2 separate regions of the Anas platyrhynchos genome follow, and region 2 is linked to region 1. A link is a contact called in public Hi-C data. All regions are on one chromosome and are shown on one strand. Each heading gives the region's core, a stretch centred on a gene start, on an enhancer-like site or on the middle of the called end of the contact. The rest is flanking DNA. Distances are from core to core; before and after follow the strand shown.

Region 1 (4,895 bases), core at 961-3,460:
GAGTTCAGCTTCTAATGAATCAAGAACAAAACAATGAGAAGAATATGAGTGACATAAAAGACTGCCAAATTGTCACTGGACAACTCTAAACTTTTCTTTATGATGGCAGCCACTCACAGAAGAGAGAACAGGCATCTGGTGTTCTCTTTCCACACTTTCTACCTCCTCTTTCCTCCGCCTCCCAGGAAATAAATTTGAAGGAACATGAAGAACCATGGTCGTGTCTCATTCTTAGGCATTAATCTCTAGCTATCTCTTTCCCTTCTCACAGAGTAAGTTACTGAACTGGCCTTCTCCTCCTATTCCTTTTCTGAGGAGTAGCAGGTAATTGTGCCCTTGTCTTGGAGATGTGTTTTTTTTCATATGAAACTGATGTGTGATCCTTGGGTAGGAGTAAAATTACCAGTTCCAAGATACTGCATGGACCTTGGATACTTCTGGCACTACATCTGTTCTCATGCTTGAACACACACACATCATGCAAGTGCCTTTAGTCTAACTAAAAGCATGGAATTCAGTTCAGGGAAGGATTCTCAAACTACCACAATATGCAGCAAAAACAGCACAGAAACCTGTCTGAAGAGCTCAATGTACCCACGTGCGTTTGGGAGTAGTGCAGAACTGCCACAGCTGACACCACCACAAGACTGCTAAATTTAGGGCATTCTATTTTAAGGGTCTCTAGATGAAATGTAATGAGTGGTGCTACACAGGAGACCAGACAATACCAGAGGAAGTAACAATATTGGCTTTACACTCCCAGACAGTAAGGGACAGTCAAGGAGCTGTTTTTCCAGGAAGAGCCCTGGCACTTTACCTTTGAGTTTATCTCCAAGAAGTGGGTCATAAGTGGATTTAGGAACTTTTCGACTGGCTTGCTTCGGTTTGGAGCTCTCACTTGAGGTTGCTGCTGCCAGGAACTTCTGTCTGATAGCTTCTTTCTTTTTCTCCTCCTTCTCCAGGAAACTGAAGGGCCGCTGAGTGGAAAGCAGCAGCTCCTTTCTTTTCTGTGTTGCTATTTGCCTGCGAATCTCATTCTGTTCCATTATTTCATGATAAAGGGGTAGAAACACGTGGGCAGGTACAGGCTGTGCCCGGAATTGTTTCTGACATTCAGCTTCATCCTGGCTTTGCCTTTTGTCTCTTGGTTTGTCTAGTTCAAGAAACAGGTATGACTTCATCAGCTGGGACTTTTTGCGAGCTTCCCGCAGCGTCATTTTGAAGGGCTGAGGGATGGTGATGGAGGGAATCCAGGGAGAGGAAGCACTTTTTGGCCTCAGGCAGGATTTAGGAAACAAGGGAGGTTTTTGCTGATCCCAGGCACTGTCCGAGGTGAGGTCAATCAAAGACCTGGACTGTCTTTTGTTACCAGATGCACGACTAAGACAAAGACATTATGAAGGGGAAAATAGGGGAAATTATTACAAATTAGAAATAAACGATGGGAGAAAGACAGACCTAGGCCTTATCATTCTCAGGCTTTGTATTTTCCTTTGCTACTTAAGTTCATGAGCACGGCTTTGCTCATACTCAGTTTTCTACACACGGAATGGCAAATGTGACTACCTGGACCTCTAACACCACTCATTATGCTGGTACTGTGTTGCTGGTGAGGCTGCGGGTTAACCAGGACACTCTGGCTTCAAGGATACTCGGGAAGTGGCCGTTCAACACCACAAAATCACGAGAGTTAAGCAATAAGCTAAGCACCCAGGCGCACCTCACCAGCCCTCCTGGGATGTTTGGGGCTGCCAGGGGAGCGGGTGAGACGCTGAGGGAGGGATCAGACACAGGGCAAGCGAGGGCTGAGGTGAGGCGGTGAACACGGAGCGCAGGAGAAGAGGGAGATGGGGACAGGGCCCGGCTGCTGCCCACCGCGCCCGCCAGGCGGAGCCTCCCGAGGGGGGGCCCTACCTGGGCGCCCCGGCCGCCGGCTGCGAGACGTCCCCGAGAGCCTGGGCCGGGCCCCTCCGCCACGGGCCGTGCCCGCTGCCTGCTGCCGCCGCCTCCCGGCCCGCGCCCTGCGGCCCCGCCATCGCTCGGCGCCTCGGGTCCCGCCGCCACCTGCAACACAGAACCGCCCTCAGCGGGCTGCGGCCCCACAGCGCGCCCCTCAGCCCGGCCCTGCCCTCACCTGCGGGCCGCCGCCGCTGCTTCAGCTCCCAGCGCGGCTCCCGCCAATCAGCGAGGCGTTGCGGCGCCCTAGCCCCGCCTCGCTGCCTCAGCAGCCAATCAGGCTTCAAGGCGGGCTGCCCGCCCCGCGCGCTCATTGGTGCTGAGGGAGAGGTGTGCCCTCGGGGAGCGGCGCCGTTGCCATGGTTGCCATGGCCGCCATGGCGGTAGCGGGCGGGGCGGCGGCCGCCATTTCCACAGCCATGGCGGCGGCCTGCGGCAGGGCTCTGCTTGCTCCGCTCGGCCGGCGGCGGGCCCCGCTCCGCTCCTTCACCGCTCCTCCTCCTCCTCACCCTCCTCCTCCTCCTCCTCCTCCTCCTCACGGCCCCGCCGCGCCGCTCTACGATGTGGTGGTGTCGGGCGGGGGCATGGTGGGCAGCGCCATGGCCGCCGCGCTGGGTAAGGCCGTGACCTTCCTGCGGGCGGCTGTGGCGGGCCTCGGCGGAGCTCCGCTTTATTTATTGTTTTACGTAACTTGTGCTTTAAGTCGTCTAGAATATTCATAGTATTTGTGTCAAATATTCGCCCTCAGATCGCCGATGAATAATTTCAGCTGACAGGAGCGCTGTCAGTTCGGGGTGATTTACTCTGTACTTGAGTAATCTCTTCATTTTTATTTTTTTTTCAGTTTTCTTTAAGTATGCGGGAATTCTAAACTGCCTGTGCTATTCCACTGTCAAAATATAAGAACATAACCAACACCAATGCACTTGCTAAATACCATGGGAGTTTAAATTGTTGTTCTAGTTTCTGTTGTTCTAGTTAGTGAATTTATACTTAAGCTCTGAAAACATGTTCTGTACTTGTAGAATTAATTCATTAGTAATGGACTTTCATAACAAAATTGCACAAATTTGTGCAAAAATGAAAAATTTGTACAAAAAGTAAAGGTTAAATCCTTGCTTTAACTGCAGAAGGGTTGTCAGTTAGAGTTACAGGGTTGTAGCCATAAAGCTTCAAAATACTAACATACACCTGTGTATTCAAAACCTGCCCTGTAAATGTGTTTCTTCATGGGGTTTAGTTTGAATTCCTTCTTCTTACAAAAATTCATAGGCGTTATTGACGTAGAAATGAGAAAAAGGCCTTTTGGCAGAAGCATTCTAACAAAGCGTATATTTGCTTCCTTTAGGGCATGATATCCACTTCCATGACAAGAAAATCGCTTTGCTGGAAGCCAGTCCTAGGAAAGAATATGGTCAGTTGCCAGAGAAGTTCAGTAACAGGGTCAGTTCCATCTCCCCAGGGTCAGCGACCCTCCTAAGCAGTAAGTGTAATTTCTATTCTTCGTGTTTCTAGCAGTATGTTTGAACTGTTTTTATTTTGTTTAAACAAAACCCCTCTGAGGATGCATTGCCTTCATCCTAAACAGGATGGGGTTGCTTGGCTTTGTCTCTTAGTATTCTAAGTACTGAATTGCCATGGTTAAATCAGAGTTTTTATCATAACGGGGATTCATGTTCTGGTATCTTGGTCTGGTTGCTTATATAAATATATATAATGCAAATGTTTGTGTTGTTAGGCTAGCAAAAGGTTGTAAGGTGCTCTCTACAGCATCTGGAATACTCTGTTCACAAAATAAGCACGTTTCCCATGTATTTAGTGCTCTGTAGTCTGGTAACTCCTGATCACAACACTTCTGATAAATGTTAATTTCAAAGGCAGATTGCCTTGAATCAAAGGCCTTGATTCCTTACGGAGAAAGAAGTATTATAAACAGTGGTTATGAATGTCTGTGTCTGTTTTGCTACCCAGTGACAGTTGACCATATAAGTCACAGCACTCAAAGAAAACTCATGTCTTTTCTAGTGGCTTGTGTTAATAGCAAAATAAGTAATGTGGTGCTTGTGCTGTAAAAGTACTGAGGCAGAACTGCCCCTGTTTAGGGATGGTGAAAGTCTGGGCAAGCTGGAGAGGAGTTAGTGGCTCATAGGGAGAGAGGAGGAGAGCATGGAGTGAGCTTCAGCTTTGTTTGGGTCTCAGTGTCACTTGTAACCCTGTGTCCCCATGCATTTGTGTCTTTCAGGTTTTGGTGCCTGGGATCATGTCTGCAGCCTGAGATTCAAACCGTTCCGGAGAATGCAGGTGCCATACTCAGGGATGGGAATGTCCTGTGTGTTTGTCTGCTTTGAATTCTCAAACACCCGAAGTTTGTTTATTTGGCAAAGGGCGGGCCATGCTTTTCTGTGAGGAGATACCTATCAGAGTCTTGATGTCACAGGATGAAAACTTGATTCCTAATGGAAGCTGTAGATATGGAGACATGGGTACTAGTCAGGAAAGCCAGAAATAAAGGTAAAGGTGGTAGGGTAGTATTATATGTTAATTGTGTAACAGTAGTCCAGGACATTTCCTCTAGTCATGTATTTCTAAATTGACATACCCTTTGGCTGTTAAGATAGACATGTTCATGCTCCATAAAAGGAACTGCACTTATTTATCACATAGCTTCATACCATGTATTTTTTCTTTGCAGGTATGGGATGCTTGTTCAGAGGCCATCATTGTTTTTGAGAAAGATGACTTAGATGACATGGGTTACATAGTGGAGAATGACGTCATTATGTCTGCTCTCACAAAACAGTTAGATGCAGTAGCAGGTAGTGGACAACTTCTTTAATATTTTATTGCCTGCAGAGAGCTTTCAGTTACTTGTCTTTTGCTGTGTATGCTAATTTATGAGAGGAGAAAGAGAATTTGTCTAACAAATAACTCTGGAACAT
Region 2 (4,895 bases), core at 824-3,323, 58 kb before region 1:
ACACCAGCTTAAGTGAATGTGTTTTCTTCCAGATTCTTTGGTTTGCTTTTTTTTGTGTTGTTATATGCCAGTAGGTGTGTAATAATACATACTATTAGAGTTTCTGTTTTATTAAAAAATATATATAAAAAATAAAATGAGAATGGAAGACCACTGAGAGCTCTTCCATTAGAATGCTGTTTGTATTGAAATGTTAGCTTTAATGGAATGGTAGAAGTGGGTCTCTATCTAGTTCCCCTTAGTGAACAGATTAAAAATTTAAAATAAAAAAAAAAGAAAGTTAAAAAGAGAATACTGTGAAATAAATGCAACATTCAGCTTTTCCATAGATCTGAACATATTTGTTGTCTAGTTTTAGTATTCTATTTCTGTATCTCTAAGCTTTTAAATAGTATTACCGTAATGTGGGAATATTTTCTGTAATTGTTTTGTAAATGTTTTGCGTTACACTAGCTGTGTACATATGGGCTTCTTCAGTAGCTTCTTGAGCTACAGTATAATTCTTTGATTTGTAATATGTATTTCCTGTCTTCCTTCAATGTTCATGGGAGTATTGACACTTAAGTGAACGATATGGATCAGAAATGCTTCCTGAGGAGCATTCCTCTGGAATGTGAAGCCCTTGTGGACATTTTTCAGTATTCACTTAGGAATACAGAATTCACTCTTTTTGATTTACTCAGAATGTGTCTTTGGCCCACCTGCTGAGAGGGTGCAGAACCTAGAAAGGCTGTGCACCAGGCAGCTGGCAACTAGGTGGCATCATACTTACTGTGGTCTTGAAATAACTTGAGTGCAAGTACCTGTCCCCCAGAACCGACTGCTAAACTGTAACAGCATGAGGTTCTAGCCATGTCAGTACAATTGCTGAGCTGGGTAAACCTAGCTGTTAGGACATACTGTGGGGTGATATCCTTCATACTGGAAATATATCACAGACCACTGAACAGTTGGGGAGTGGTTGACTAAGGATCACATGGTACACAAAGATGACTAGCAATGGAAATTCTAGGCTTTAGGTGATGATACTTCTAGATACAAAAATTATATTTTGCAAATAATTATACTTTGTGTTAACCATTGTGTTTACCATATTTAAAATTATTTTCCTCAGCATTTTATTACAGTGTCATAAATCCTGTTTTTGTTACAGACAGCGAGCAAAAGATCTTGAAGATGAGTTAGAAAGAACCATTCGTTCTTATCAGAATCAGGTATGTCTTTGTGTTACTTGGCATTGATGCCAAGGAGGGATGGATGTTAATGCAACTGAAATACCACTGTCCATTAGGTTGTTATACTGAATATGGCTTGTTCTTTTGTTTTGTTTTTCTCTTTGTCTTTTTTTTTTATTACCTATTTTATGTCATCTGTTTTTCGTGGACTTACTGTCTTTTCGTGGACTTATTATCACTAACTTCATTAAAAAATAAGTTCAGTTTAAGTTTACATGTCTCATAATATAATTTACCTACATATTACATTTATGAATGAGAGCATATATTCAATCTTAAGTTTTCTTTTTCAGATGAATAATGCACTTCAGTAATGATCTAACAAATATCTTTTTCACAGATTACTTCACATGAGAAAAAAGCTCATGATAATTGGGTAAGTTCCAAACAATTAATTTACTTAATTCTGTATGTCAACTATTGTCTCACTTTTCAATGGTCTGAATAGCTTGGTCTGTCACACAGATCATGAAAATTAACCTGTTACCTACTGATTTCTTGCAGAAATACACAAAAGCATGTTAAAAATACTTTTGTCATAGAACAGTTCCAATAATTGAGTGAGCTCTGAGCTCAGTAGAATTGAATACTACAATATTGTTTGCTATAGCACTAAATCTGCTTGAATAACATGTTGCCATTTAAAAAGTGTGTGGCATTTTGCTAATAATAAAAGCATTTGGCCTTGCTTTGGTGCCATTTTAATATTTTTCCTGGATGTACTCCATTCTTTTTATCTGCTAATAGAAGACGTTATGTCCTGCGAGAACAGTATGTTCCATTGACAGCTTCCTAAGAATGTTGCTACAAAATGCTTTTTTTTTTTTTTTTTAACCTTTTTTTTCCAAACAGGAAACTTTAAACTATCTCCTGACTGATACATTCTTCAGTTTCACTGAATGGTCTGTGTGAGATAGTCCTGTTAAAAGTTATGGCACTTCATGGTCATAATATTACGGATTTGAATTGTATTATTTTAAAAATAAAACTTGCATATGTAAAATCGGAGATTTTAAATCTTGTATGTGTTCCATAGATGCTTCAAAGCAGCTATAGCCAACGAATTTAATTTCTGCAGTGTTAAGAATCTGCAGGAAAACTGTATCGTTTCCCAAAAAAATTGGGTAGTAGAACTGCTAGTGTCATTTGGTGACGTTTTGAGACTGTTTCCTATGCTTTCTATATGAGTCATACATCATGAAAATACAATCTGAACACTTCAGATAGAAAAATGTATTGGATCTAGGAGCTGTCACATTTATGAAGCATTTAATTAATAAACAGCAATATCTAAGCATCTGATTTTTGTTCTTCTTGAAAGCTGACAGCCCGAGCAGCTGAAAGACACCTCAATGATATAAGAAAAGAAAATGCACATAACAGACAAAAGTAAGTGCAGTCCTGATCTGATTCTAAACAAATGTGATTTGTAATGTGAATATGTTTTGGATTTATGCAATTTGGTATTTTCTAGCCACATGTTAATCAATGGTGAATGAGACAGAGCAGAGAGCAGTGCTCTGCTGTAGCTCTGAATGAGGGGGAGTCATTTGAGGATTCTTGTAATGATACTATGCAAGAAAAAATGAACTATGCAAAGCATTGAAATATTTCAGAAAAGAAACAGAATGTAGGTGTAGGACTCCAGGGTTTTGATGGTACTGTTTTTTTAATAGGCATGTATTAACCAGAAGTCATGATTACTAAATAATCTTGCAGTTCTTTAATTCAGAAGTTAATACTGAACTAGCAGTTGAGGTGTGTAAGGGGGAAACCTTCAGATGTACAGCTAGTACTTGAAGTGCAACATACTCATGAGAATAGTGTTGTGCCTGGGAGTTAGGACATCTAGCATGCAACTTCAACTTATGAATTATAGCTTACATGCAATAGCATAAATAATTAAAGGAGCTCTTAATTTCAGAGTTCTGTGATATCTCACCTTTTTTATTTAACGAATGATATACATTCGTCTATTTAGTCCTTTTAGTAGAAATGTTACTCGTAAGCAGTGCAGCCCAGTAAAAATTTTGCATTTCTTTTTTGTTTGTTTACAGATTAACAGAAGCAGAATTTAAACTTGACCTTTTAGAGAAAGATCCTTATGCTCTTGATGTTCCAGTTAGACCGTTTGGCAGAGGTACAGTGTTGAACTGTAAAATAGACTCTAATTGTTCTGGTTTCTGGTTTTGTTTCCCAAGACAGCACATATGTAGTCGTTTGAAAACTATCCTGGCCATGTGTATGTAGTAGTCAATAAAAAAAAAAAAAAAGTTACTCTAGGTCCTGTCAAGTATCTTGTTGAAACTAAGAGTGTTGGCAGTATTGCAGCATCGATGAGAGGAGAGTGGAATATGACACACATGGTAACTGGAACACAGTTCTTGTTTCACTTAAACAATCTAGTTTTAAACTTCACCTGAGAAGTTAATTACTTTATACAGTTTGTTGAACTAAGTATTGTGAACTTGAGCATTTTGTTTTAACTGTTCCAGAGCATTCCCCATATGGACCCTCACCAATGGGCCGGCCTTCATCTGAAACAAGAGCTTTTCTTTCCCCTCCAACTTTATTGGAGGGTCCTTTAAGGCTTTCACCTATGCTTCCAGGTGGAGGAGGAGGAAGAGGTACAATTCTTAAACTTGAAAATCTATCTATTCTGGATTTCTCTCTCCTCTGCTATAAATCTGTCACACCTTTTCCTCTTGCTGGTGACAAAAAGTATTAAAACCACCAATTCAGTACAAACAGGTCCTCAGACAAACTCTTCCTGTTTTTCAACTTGTTTCTAAAGCTGTCTAGTGTATACCAGCACAACGGAAAGTTTTGTTGGTACTGGTGGATTAGTCAGTAGATTGCTTTCAGAAGCATAAATTGAGAAAAGTGAAAAGCCAAGCTTAGTCTTGTTTTATTTTTTGGACAAATGCAGTTCTGCTGAAATAAACTTCCGATTTTAAGGTGAACAAGTTAATCAGTTTTCTCAGGAGAGAATGTTGATACTTCTCATTTGTCTAAAGATGGAGAGAGAAGAATTGGGAGTTATCTACATCAACAAAAACACAAGACACGTTGACTTATGAAAGATGTTTCTATAGGAAGTTACTGATTCAGTAATGTTTTCCTCCCCTTGGTTTCTAAATTTAAGGTAGTCATTGTACATAGAGGCAGTTTCATTCCTACTGATGAAAGAAAACAAAAGGGTAGATGTAAAAAGGAGTAAAATGTAGAGTTTGAGAAGTAGGTGAAAGAAATCCATAGTGTCATGGCTGATAAGGGAAGGAAACACTACTCCTTTGTAATTTTTTTTAAATGGAAACAGTGTTGATGAATGTTAGAGTAAGGTTCAGCATCTATTACAGGTAATGAAGAAGCTACTATTAACTTAATACCGCTGTTAAATCTGTTGGTACCTATATTTGCTTCACAGGAAATATATCTAAATATGTCTCATCTATAAGAATGTCACTAATCAACATTGATTTTTAAAAGACTCTTTCTTTACTTTAATTCTCTGTAAGTGGTATACCCAGTTGCATATGAAAGTTGATTCACATTCTAAGTCAAGAAAAAAAAAAAAACTGAGATCAAATGTTCAACCATAGCACACATACCACATGCAGGTAAAATCACATATTTGATAACTGCTTGCTTGAATAGAGA

What was found. Hi-C and Micro-C count contacts between places; a contact is called where the count stands out from the background.
Region 2: a Hi-C map of liver shows a contact between it and region 1, with 1.6 times the contacts expected there. The contact joins the enhancer-like site here to the promoter of FAM161B in region 1. A contact is called at or near these places in 2 of 8 Hi-C or Micro-C datasets (liver and skeletal muscle).

What each region holds. Positions count from the first base shown.
Region 1 is chr5:24,633,631-24,638,525 of IASCAAS_PekinDuck_T2T, reverse strand. FAM161B (FAM161 centrosomal protein B) reads right to left here and starts at 2,210. Exons shown (of 8, transcript XR_011809600.1): 1 at 2,135-2,210; 2 at 1,915-2,064; 3 at 818-1,380; 4 at 1-11. It overlaps COQ6 (coenzyme Q6, monooxygenase), which reads left to right and starts at 2,319. Exons shown (of 13, transcript XM_072038463.1): 1 at 2,319-2,571; 2 at 3,305-3,439; 3 at 4,199-4,257; 4 at 4,649-4,772. The coding sequence starts at 2,325.
Region 2 is chr5:24,691,124-24,696,018 of IASCAAS_PekinDuck_T2T, reverse strand. MIA2 (MIA SH3 domain ER export factor 2) reads left to right here. Exons shown (of 28, transcript XM_013101327.5): 20 at 1,154-1,214; 21 at 1,576-1,611; 22 at 2,557-2,624; 23 at 3,293-3,375. Among named protein-coding and RNA genes, the nearest start is that of MIA2, 24 kb to the left of the region's middle. Within about 2 kb of position 2,073, at least 1 of the 8 cell types and tissues checked has an H3K27ac peak or open chromatin away from gene starts, as enhancers often do.